Linked DNA regions of Mus musculus: region 2 is linked to region 1. A link is a contact called in public HiChIP or PLAC-seq data. All regions are on one chromosome and are shown on one strand. The core of a region is the stretch at or near the end of the contact, and the rest is flanking DNA. Distances in the headings are between cores, read along the strand shown. Region 1 holds the start of Nme4 (NME/NM23 nucleoside diphosphate kinase 4). Region 2 holds the start of Pacsin1 (protein kinase C and casein kinase substrate in neurons 1).

The links. HiChIP or PLAC-seq counts read pairs in DNA pulled down with a chosen protein or histone mark.
Region 2: an HNF4G HiChIP or PLAC-seq map of pancreatic cancer cells shows a contact between it and region 1. The contact joins the promoter of Pacsin1 here to the promoter of Nme4 in region 1. A contact is called at or near these places in 1 of 39 promoter capture datasets (liver) and 1 of 115 datasets of contacts at active chromatin or transcription factors (pancreatic cancer cells).

What each region holds. Positions count from the first base shown.
Region 1 is chr17:26,092,835-26,098,485 of GRCm38.p6, reverse strand. Nme4 (NME/NM23 nucleoside diphosphate kinase 4) reads left to right here and starts at 3,016. Exons shown (of 5, transcript NM_019731.1): 1 at 3,016-3,121; 2 at 4,216-4,349; 3 at 4,526-4,627; 4 at 4,757-4,869. The coding sequence starts at 3,034.
Region 2 is chr17:27,652,293-27,657,943 of GRCm38.p6, reverse strand. Pacsin1 (protein kinase C and casein kinase substrate in neurons 1) reads right to left here and starts at 2,353. Exons shown (of 10, transcript NM_011861.3): 1 at 2,185-2,353.

The DNA.
Region 1 (5,651 bases), core at 1,767-4,266:
CAGATTTCTGAGTTTGAGGCCAGCCTGGTCTACAAAGTGAGTTCCAGGACAGCCAGGGCTATACAGAGAAACCCTGTCTTGAAAAACCAAAAAAAAAAAAAAAAAAAAAAAAAGAAGAATGCTTGCTGCACTGAGTCTGGAACAGCCCAGTCATGGACCAGAGAATGACTGCAAAACCAATGATGTAGTGAGGACAGGAGGATTGAGGGGTTGCTCACTGTCAGTTTCCTACAAGAAACAAGAGCTCGAGGTTCTGGGAGATGCTCTACCACAAAGAATAAGGTGGAAAGTGATGGGGAAGGACAGCCAATGACTTCTTCTGGCCTTTGTGCAGAGACATACACATGTGCCTATATCACACATGTACACTCATACACACACCTATATCACACACATATACACATGTACATACACCACACACATCAGACAGGAACACTCATACACACACATATAGCACACACATATATACATGTACATAGATTACACATACACACATGTTACATACATATACAGTGCATACACTACACATACACACTCATACACATGTACATACATCACACACATTCATACACACTCATACATATATCACACACACATTCATACACACTCATACACATGTGCATACATCACACACATTCATACACACTCATACATACATCACACACACATTCATACACACTCATACACATGTGCATACACTACACATACACTTCATGGATAAATCAATAGGTAAATAAAATAAAAAGAAAAACAGCTGAGTGTAGTGGCGATGGCTTTTTTCCCCTTATTTCTTTATCATTATTATTTTGTTTGTTTGTTTGTTTGTTTCAAGACAGGTGCTTTTCTGTGTAGCCCTGGCTGTCCTGGAACTCACTCTGTAGACCAGGCTGGACTCAAACTCACAGATACCCACCTGCCTCTGCCTCCTGAGTGTTGGGATTAAAGGCGAGCGCCACTAGCAGGTCAGTGCCAGTGCAAGCCTTTAATTGCAGTGTTCCAGATGCAGAGGAGGCCAGCCTGGTCTACAGAGTGAGTTCCAGGACAGCCAGGGCTACACAGAGAAACCCTGCCTGGAAAAACCAAACCAACCAAACAAACAAAAAACAAAAAACCCAACCAGAGTGCTGCACCACTGCTAGATTAGTGGCAATGCTTTTGTTTGTTTGTTTGTTTTTGTTTTTGTTTTCTGAGACAGGGTTTCTTTGTGTAGCCCTGGCTGTCCTGGAACTCACTCTGTAGACCAGGCTGACCTCAAAGTCAGAAATTTGCCTGCCTCTGCCTCCCAAGTGCCGGGATTAAGGGCGTGCGCCACCACCGCCCGGCTGGCAATGCTTTTTTTTTTTTTCCCCTTCTTTTTAAAGATTTTTAAAATTTTATTTTGTGTATGCCTGCATGCCAGAAGTGGGCATCAGATCCCATTGTGATTGTGAGCCACCATGTGGTTGCTGGGAATTGAACTCAGAAAGAGCAGTCAGTGTCCTTTACCACTGAGTCATCTCTCCAGCCCTGGCAATGCTTTTAATCTTGGTATTTAAATAGAACTCTGTGAGTTCAAAGTCAGCTTGGTTTACATAGCTAGTTCCAGGCCAGCAAGATACACAGTGAGAAGTCGGGCGGTGGTGGCGCATGCCTTTACTCCCAGCACTCGGGAGGCTGAGGCAGGCAGATTTCTGAGTTTGAGGCCAGCCTGGTCTACAGAGTGAGTTCCAGGACAGCCAGGGCTACACAGAGAAACCCTGTCTCGAAAAAAACAACAATAAAAGTTCAAGGGGTAATATATATAATAAAATAAAGTACAACGGGTAAGAGCACTGACTGCTCTTCCAGAGGTCCTGAGTTCAATTCTCAGCAACCACATGGTGGTTCACAACCATTTGTAATGGGATCTGACACCCTCTTCTGGTGTGTCTGAAGACAGCTAGTGTACTCATATACATAAAATAAATAAATCTTAAAAAAAAAAAAGAGTTCCAAGCCAACCTCTGCTACATATGCAATGCAGTGACAGCAGCAAGGATTGATTATACCTTTGTCATAAAGTCAAAGCAATTCCCAGCTCCCAGCTGTGGTACACAGATGGGGTTGGAGAGATGACTGAGTGGTTAAGAGAGCAGTGCTTGGCCTCCCAAAAGATGTGAGTTCGGTTCCTAGCACCCATCCTGGGCAGCTCTCAACTGTTCAATGTAAATCATTTTTCTTTGGGGGTGAGTTGAGAAAGGGTTTCTCAGCAGTGGTGGCACACGCCTTTAATCCCAGCACTTGGGAGGCACAAGCAGGTGGATTTCTTAGTTCAAAGCCAGCCTGGTCTACAGAGTGAGTTCCAGGACAGCCAGGGCTACACAGAGAAAACCCTGTCTGGAAAAACAAAAACAAAAACAAAAACACAGGCGGGGGGTGGGGGGGGGGGGAGGGATTCTCAGAGAGCTTGACTCTACCTTCTTGAGGGCTAAATTCAAGGAGTATGCCACCACCACCCTGCTAGTAAATAAAAAATAACTTTTTTAATCTAGAGAGGTTTAAACAAAATAAAAAATTCCAATAAATAAATAAATTGATAGATAACTTGAAAATCAAGGATGTAATAACAGAACTGACAAATAGTCCAACTGTCAAACTTAGAGAGCCAGTTGGTATTTGCGGCGATGGCCACTCTGCCCCCAAAAGTAGATATAACAATATTTGACTGTACGTTATGAAAACAAGTATATAATCTAAAAACTGAATGAGCAACTGCAAAATTTATACATACGCGCATAGACACGCGCACACACACACATAATTTTTCATTTTTTTTCCCCCTGCAGTACTGGGGTTGGTCGAGCCCAAGGCTCTGAGCATGATAGTCAAGCGCTCCGTCACTGAGCTGCACCCTGATTTTAACAGAGATCAGTGTTTGAAGGCTATCAGCTCCAGAAGACAAGAATGTGATGTGGGGCCCCAGCGGGCCCCTTAGGGTGGAGGCGGGGCGGGGCAATGCGTGGCACCTCCCACTGCCCGCTCTGCGCGGCGTTCAGTGCGGCGCCAGCCCGCAACATGGGCAGCCTTTTCGGGCGCGTCGCGGCGCTGCGGGCGCTGTTGTGCGGGCCACGCTTTCAGTGCCTGCTGGTGCGCCCCAGTTCCGGTGAGTCCTGTGCCCGTGGGGAACTAGGCGGATGGCCGCTGCGCGGCCTTTGTTTGCGCACGTGCGGCAGCCAAAGGCTTGGTCTTGTCCCGGAGGAGTGCAAGTCCAACCCTCAGCAGCCCGGGACAGAGCTTTTAGCAGTAGAAAGCCAAAGCCGAGGCGGGGAGACTACCAGACGCTATGGGGTCACGTTCCCTCCGCGGAGCAGTTGTTGCCCGGGTATTGAAACTTGAGCCAGAGCAGGCCTAAGACACCCCGGTCATTTCCTGGGGTCTTGGCCCTTTCTATCCACTCATGGGGTGCTTTCTGAGAGCCAGATAAAGGGTATTCCTTTCATGAATCTTGGAAATTGAATAGCCTCACCAAGGCACAGACCAGCAGGCATCAGACTCTGGGGCTATCCTGGGTCTCTTGTCCCTTGGGGAACTTGCAAGTTAGGGAGACACCTCCCCCCTTTTATCAGCCTGTTGAGTTTAGTGGGCATTCATTGTGGCCTGGGGATTAGAGCCTGGTCGATCACCTCTTCTCTAACTTGGTGTTTCTCCTAACTTTGCTACCGTTTTGTGAGTCAGTCAGGGGCTAGGACCCTCTCAGAAGTAGCGTTTGTTTTTGGAGGAGACGCACGTGCCGTGGCAGCTATGTTTCTGCCCTGTAGTGTGGGTCATCCTCTGCTCAAGCCTGATCCTTGGTCCCCAGCACTTAGCCCGCCTAGACATCGTGCACTAATATTCCTTGATTTCAATGCCATTTCTCCACACCCAGAGGATAAGCTCCTTGTGGGCAAGCCTGGGCTTCACACACTGTGGTACCTGGAGTCATGTGAGGCTAGACTCAAGTTTTCTTTTCAGGGGAAAGGGAGACTTCATCACCAAGACTCTCTGGCCCCTAAGTTATCTGAGCCTTTTCAGGGAAACCATCTCCACCTTGAGCAGCTTCTGCGACTGCCAGGGCGGCTCCCCTTTGCATTTGTCTGTGTTTGTATTGTGGCAGGAACTTCCCAGTCCTTTGATGTCTGAGCTCTGTCAGGTATCTAGGTGGGAGGGCCCTGAAAATGTGGAGCATCCTCACCCCGACCTGTCTTTTTTTTTTAACAGGAGGCCCCCCCTGGCCCCAAGAGCGGACGCTGGTTGCTGTGAAGCCAGATGGGGTACAGAGGAGACTAGTGGGGACTGTGATACAACGCTTTGAGAGGCGGGGCTTCAAGCTCGTGGGGATGAAGATGCTGCAGGTATCTCCCTTGGGCTGTGGTGTCCCAAAGGCTCCTAGCACTTGCAGTTGCAAGGGTTGGGAGGTATCCATTGTAGGAGCTAGCTTCTGGAGTTGTGTCCAAAAGGTGCCCCAAACTCAGGACACCAATTGGGGGTTTATTCTCCGAGGGTTGGTCTCACACCTCTTTCCACACAGGCACCAGAAAGCATCCTTGCTGAGCACTACCGGGACCTACAGAGGAAGCCATTCTACCCAGCTCTTATCAGCTACATGAGCTCTGGGCCTGTGGTGGCCATGGTACAGCAGGGCAGGGGCAATGGAATGGGTCTTTGGGGTGTCATTCTCCGAGCAAAGGAAAGGGCTTGGATTGAGCCCAGGGCACCCAGGGTCCCCAGCTTCTCTCGAACCCCCATATCTGTGCTGCAGGTCTGGGAAGGCCCCAATGTGGTCCATATCTCAAGGGCCATGATAGGACACACCGACTCAACAGAGGCAGCCCCCGGGACAATCAGGGGCGACTTCAGTGTTCACATCAGCAGGTATGGAGGCCCTGACACCCTTAGTCTCCCAAAGTGGGGCAAAGAAGGCCAGTGTTAGTCAGGCGGCTGTGACAGTGACAGTGACACCCCCTTAATCCTACCGCTCAGGAGGCAGAGGCAGCCAGATCTCTGAGTTTGAGGACAGCCTGGTCACAAAGGGGAGTTCCAGAACTGCCAGGGCTTCACAGAGAAACCCTGTCCAAAAAAAAAAAAAAAAAAATCCTTGAGAAGTGGGAATCTTGCTGGGCTGAAAGAAAAGCCAGGTTTTTTTTTGAGATCTGTTCTCAGGTAGGCCAGATTGTCTCTGAGCTTATTGAAGGTGTCTTAAACTTTTTTTTAAAAGATTTGTTTATTTTACTTATATGAGTACACTGTAGCTGTTTTCAGACACACCAGAAGAGGGCATGGGATCCCATTACAGATGGTTGTGAGCCACCATGTGGTTGCTGGGATTTGAACTCAGGACCTCTGGAAGAGCAATTAGTGCTCCTAACCGCTGAGCCATCCCTCCAGCCCCTGTCTTGAACTCCTTAGTCTCATATCTCTACTGCCTGAGTGCTGAGCTTACAGTAGGCTTCCATGCCTGACTAAAACCACTTTTTCCTGGCTCTTTAGTATTCTGTTTTGGTCGCCAACCACGAGGGGCGTCTCTGATTACCGGTAGGGAGAGGCAGCTGTCAGAAGTTAGTATATAGGCTGGCCTCTGAGCTTGGGAGAAACTGAGGCCAGGAGAGATGCAAATGTCCAGCCCTTCTTACTGCCCACCCTTTCCCCTTCCTCCT
Region 2 (5,651 bases), core at 1,104-3,603, 1.6 Mb before region 1:
AAGTGCTTGTCATAAAATGTTCCAGGCCTTTGGCTGGAGCCTGTTCCTCCTCTCCTCAGCACAGTCATTCTCTCCTGTCCTCTTCTTGCTTCTGTGGGGAGGACCCCCGATCAGTGAGCTCCTTCCCCATTGGCCCTTCCTGTCCTTCCTCCCCTGACAGACCCCCAGAAGCCACTCTTCTTCCGTGAGTCTCCCACTGCCACTCAATCCTGCCAGGGATGCAACCATCTCCTGCAGAAGAACCTTTCAAATGACGCACTACGTCACACTTTCCACAAGTAAAGGTCTCTCTGTGTCGGCCTTGGGGGGGGGGGGGTCACCAGACCAAGACACACCTCCTTCATCCTTCGACTGTCTCCATAACCCAGGGAAGATGTCACTCAAAGACTGGGGCAACGGGTCTGGGGAGAGGAGCAAGACGGGGCAAGGGCCATGGGCACGGAAGCTTTGGAAGACTGGCAGGCCAGAGCAGGGTGGCTTTGCTGAGGAACCGAACGAGAGTGAGAATTCAGAGCGATGGAAAGCAAGAGAGGGAGGAAGAGGAGTCAGCTGACTGGCAGGGTGGTACAGCCCTACTCAGGGAGAGCTGTGCACCTGTCAAAGGAACAAGGCAAGCCAAAAGGGCTCTCTGCCAGGGCCCATGTCACCTTTTACACACACAGTTTACTCATAAGACCCCAAAGACCTAGAAGAGCCCGGCTGGGGCCGTCCCAGCCCTGGAAGCTGACCCAGATTGTCTTGTGACAGTTGAGATGGAGCACTGGAGGAGAAATCACCACCGCAGACGCTTGAGGAAAGGAAGACCTTAAGCAAAGGGCCAGGCTCCCCGGGGACACAGGGCGGCCAACGAGTCAGTCAGGAACCAACAGGACAGAAGCCCCACCAATAGTCACAGCTGACATTCAACCCCAGGCTTAAAGGAGTTTCTTGGTGGCTCTTTGGTCCGGGGGAATAGAAAGACCAAAGGGGTTCCCCTCCATTTTCCAGCTTGGTAGCTATTGCCCAAAGTTTACATATTCATTCATTCATTCATTCATTCGTTCATTTGTTCGTTTGTTCATAGTGAAAACATTTCTTCAGTGAGGAGCCCTTCTCAGACACTGACAATGTCAGAGACAAGTCAGATTCTTAGCCTGAAGGCCCTTTGGTCTAGAGGGGGACAGGCCAGACATAAGTAACCTCCGGGTTGACAGGGTTCAAGAACATGGGGCCAGAGGTGACCTCTCCCCTGGGGAGTCAGGAAGCTGCTTAGAAAGAGTGATCTGAGTAACGGGCAAACATCTGATAAGAAAACCAGGCTGCGGGCAGAGCTTCCCAGACCACTGGCAATCTGCACCCCAGCTGTGCTGGGGCCCCTGACAATGGGCTATTTCTGGTTGTGCCTAGAAAAAGAAGGTGCCTCATGTTTAAGTTCCCCCAGGCTGCAGAGCTGTGCTTGGGGGAGGTGGGGGTGGGGGCAAGGCTGGAACTTAAAAATCGGGGGTTTGAAGCTGAGTCTAGCCAAGCTCTGGGGTTTGCCACTGTGTCGCAGACACATTAATGACCCTTTAACCTTTCCACAGCCTCCTCAAAGGTGAACACAACCGGGAGAGCGCCCCAACCGTGACCAAATGGGCTGAGGTTGGTGGAGGGAGAAGGCGGTGTGGCTGGCGCAGAGAGGATTCTGCAGCATCTGCGGGGGCCCTCAGCATCGCCACCTCCTCTTTCCTTCCACCTCCCACCCCCAGCTGGTGGGGGGAGGGGTCGGAAGCAAAGAAGGAAGTACCTGTAATCTAAACCAGACATCGCCGCCTGTGCTTCTCCCCAGCCCACTCTGATCCAGAAATAACATACGCACCAAGCTGGCATCGGCCCACCCATCCCAGCTGGCCCCAGAAAAACATACAACACCGGGGGGGGGGGGCAGCCCCAGCTTCCCAACGATCATGCTTCTTCCCCTTTCCCCAGGGTAAAGGCCTCCCCCTTAGCATCCTCAAGGGGTCATTCTGGCACTGGCTGGGTCAAGCCAAGAGCATCCGGGGGCGCGCGCCTACCTCTCCCCAGATACCTGCCCTCGGCTGTATTCAACGCCATCATATACTGAGCATCTGCATCACGCACTGAAGCCCTGGACTCCCCGAACCCCCAACACTACCCCACCCCCACCCCCAAACCCGCGCTCTCTCCACGCTCTAGAGCCCCTACCTGGGCGCCGGAGCACCGGACACCATCAGCGGGGCGGGTGGCAAAGCGGGCGGCGGCGGCGGCCCAGCCTCAAGCCCGGCCGGCTTCCCGGGGGAGGAGGAGGAAAAGGAGGAGGAGAAGGCTGGCGCGACCGCCGCGCGTCTCTCTGGGGCTGCGGGAAGGAGGAAGGTCAGAGACTCCGCCGAGCGCAGCGCCGCGCGGGGGCGGAGGCGGCGCGGATTAGAGCGGCTTCTCCGTGAGCCAATGGCGACGCGGTGGCTGCGCAGGTGGCAGCACCGCGGTACCCGGAGGCCGCGCCCGCCCGGCCGCCTGCTCCCCAGCTCGGTGTGTTTGATTCCTGCGCGCTCCTAATACCTGCTTCTCATGCGGGGGTTCACGCATGATAGGGGTTTGCTGTATAACCCTGGTGTGATGACCCCCTCCCTATCCGTGTGTGTCGGGTTCATGGAGAACAGGATACTTAAGATTGGCCAAATAGTAAGGATGCTCTCCTCTGCCCTATCCCACGGCCCACTCCCACACTCAGCTCTGCCAAGAAGGCCTGTGTGGATCCTCAGGCCAGTTCACCTCAGCTGGCTGTCAGCAAAGCTAGCTGGAGGCCTTTTTGGAGGTTCTCTGGGACTTGGGGATCCAAACGGTGACACACAGCTGCTGCCTTGTATTCTAACTGCTTCCAGGAGCCGGACTGTTGCCCCAGGGAGTGGGGCCTGACTCAGAAGAGCAGAGGATTCATTCAATGTGTCCAGAGTGTGACACAAACCAGAGAAGGAAGACCAGGAGGCGAAAACTGCCCACCTCTGCCCCTCCCTACCTTGAGAGACCTGGATGTTCACAGGGTTCGAAGAAGGAAGTCTTCCTGAACCCCTGGTGGTGAGGCTAACCGTGAGCTCTGAAGTTCACCAGTTCAGGAGCCCAGAGGAATGCCTGCATACAGTGTTCGTTCATTTGCTAAGAATTCCATGGACAGTTTCAAGCTATATTGTTGTTTTGTTTTTAAGATTTATTTATTTGTATAAGTACACTGTAGCTGTCTTCAGATACACCAGAAGAAGGCATCAGATCCCGTTATAGGTGCATGATGGTTGTGAGCCATCATGTGGTTGCTGGGATTTGAACTCAGGACCTTCGGAAGAGCAGTCAGTGCTCTTAACCGCTGAGCCATCTTTCTAGTCCTCAAGCTATATTATTAGAGCATAGAAGAAGACATCACTAAGACATCACCAGGCAGCATCTCATCTAGGGTAGGACCAGACAGTCAAGTATTATTAGTCAGGGAACCGAGGGATAGAATGGATGACTCTTACTTTACGAAGGGGCTTATCAGATCGGCTTAAACAATACAAGCGTCTGCATGCAGGACAGGCTGAGAATCCCGAAGCTGTCCCAGGACACCGGGTTCCTCAGGAGTCCCAGTGTGGCACTGAATGCATGGAGGATTCCTGAAGAGGCCCCGGAGTCATCAGAGGCCTTCAGGGGACTTTGGAAGGTTGAAACGTGGGGTTCTGGTTGCAGCGGCCGCAGCAGCAGCAGAGCAGATGCATTCACCAGCATGAAGCCAAGGTGGGCAAGGCAAGGGTACGGTGCCCCACCCCCCAACTTCTTACGTCACGCCACCCCAAGGAGGCACGTCTCACCACGGGAGAGTCTCTTTTCCCCTCAGTCAGTTCCTCCCTGAAACGCCCTCCACTCCCTCCACGCTTACCCGGAGTCTCTTACTTCTTTCCGGATCCAATCAAGTCCAGATTAACCACCACAGTGGCTGGTGTTCCACGGAAGGTTGAGAGCTCTGGGCAGAGCTGTCCGGAAAGGTTTTCTCCTGGTGCTGAAGGAGAGCTGAAATCCAGGTTAGACAGGTGGCTGATACAGTAGCCTGGGGCTGATGAGGCCCACCCTCCAGGCCTGCCTGAGCACCCTGATTCCTATTTCCCCGCACCCCAACCTGGAGTTTACCATCAGCCCCAGGCAAGGCTGTGAGGCTCACGAGGGTGGGACAGCTGTCTGGGGAACACCCTGACTCAGTCGCCTTATCTTGATAACCGTGTGACAAGCTGTTGGTGGAGTGGCTGGGGTGTAGGGGAGCCACGGACACACACGGGGCTCTGTTCATGGTTTCAATGATGGCTGGAACCAAACAAGGGAGGTGGAGTATCCACCTGCTGCTCGGAATTTATAACCACAACGGTCTGAGTAGCCAGTGCTCTCTCCCAGGGCTGTGCAAATGCACCCCTTATGGCAGAAGTGTTTTCACATCAAGAGGCTGATTCCCCACAGAGGTTCTCACAGAGGTGTGAAGAGGGAAAGGCTAGAAAAGCCTGCCCCTCCCCTTGTCATTGTCATGCTAGACAGTAAAGTATTTTCATGGAGACAAATTGGAGCCCTGGGGGGCTGGGTGTGTGTGTGTGTGTGTGTGTGTGTGTGTGTGTGTGTGTGTGTGTGAGGGCTGAGAAGGCAGAGAGGCATCGATGATGATGGTGGTGGTGATGATGGTGAAGATGATGATACTTTTAAGAAAAAAGCCAGTGGAGTCCACAGCCCCAAACTTCCCAGACAGGATATATCCCTAGACGGTCAGACATTTGGAGGGTTGAATAGAAGGCTATGATAGAGTGGGGAAGAGAAGCCGGAGGCTGGGAGAAAGCACAACCTTCACAGAGCTGTAGGTCCGTCAGGAGACTGGGAGGGCATAAGAACATGGCTCAGTTAGCTGAGTGCTTGCTGAGCACACCCAAAGCCCTAGGCCCCCAGCACATAGCTGGTGACATAGCTGGTGACAGTGGTTCAGGCCTGTAGTAACCCCAGTGGTCCAGAAGGAGTCTGTGGTCATCTTGGGCCTCTTGAAAAATCCAACAGGAGGTCGGTAGGGTGGTATATAGCTTTCATTCCAGCACTCGGGAGGCAGAGGCAGGCAGATTTCTGAGTTTGAGCCCAGCCTGGTCTACAGAGTGAGTTCCAGGACAGCCAGGGATACACAGAGAAACCCTGTCTCGAAAACAAAACAAAACAAAACAAACAAACTAACTAACTAACTAACAAAGAGAGGCTTAGTGGTTAAGATAACTTACTGCTCTCCTAGACGCCCTAATTTTGGTTGCCAGCACCCACATGGGGCAGCTCACACCTGTCTGTAACTTCAACTCAAGAGCATCCTCACGCCCTCTGCAGGACTCATTAGACACCTGCACCCGTGTGCGTGTGCGCAGAGTCCTGAGCAGACACACATGCCTTAAAAAACAAAGCAGTCTCTTTTAAAGACCAAACAAACAAAAGTAGAGAGGAGAGAGGGTAAAGACAGAAGGCAGCCAGGGGCTCTCTGTGCAGAGCTGAGGTGTGGCTGGGGTTGAATTCAGAACACATGCGCACACACACACACACACACACACACACACTGTGTAACCTAAAATAAAATGTTTCGGGAACTGACGCGGGATGTCCACACTTCCCAATTTAGACCAGCTTCCTTGTAGACT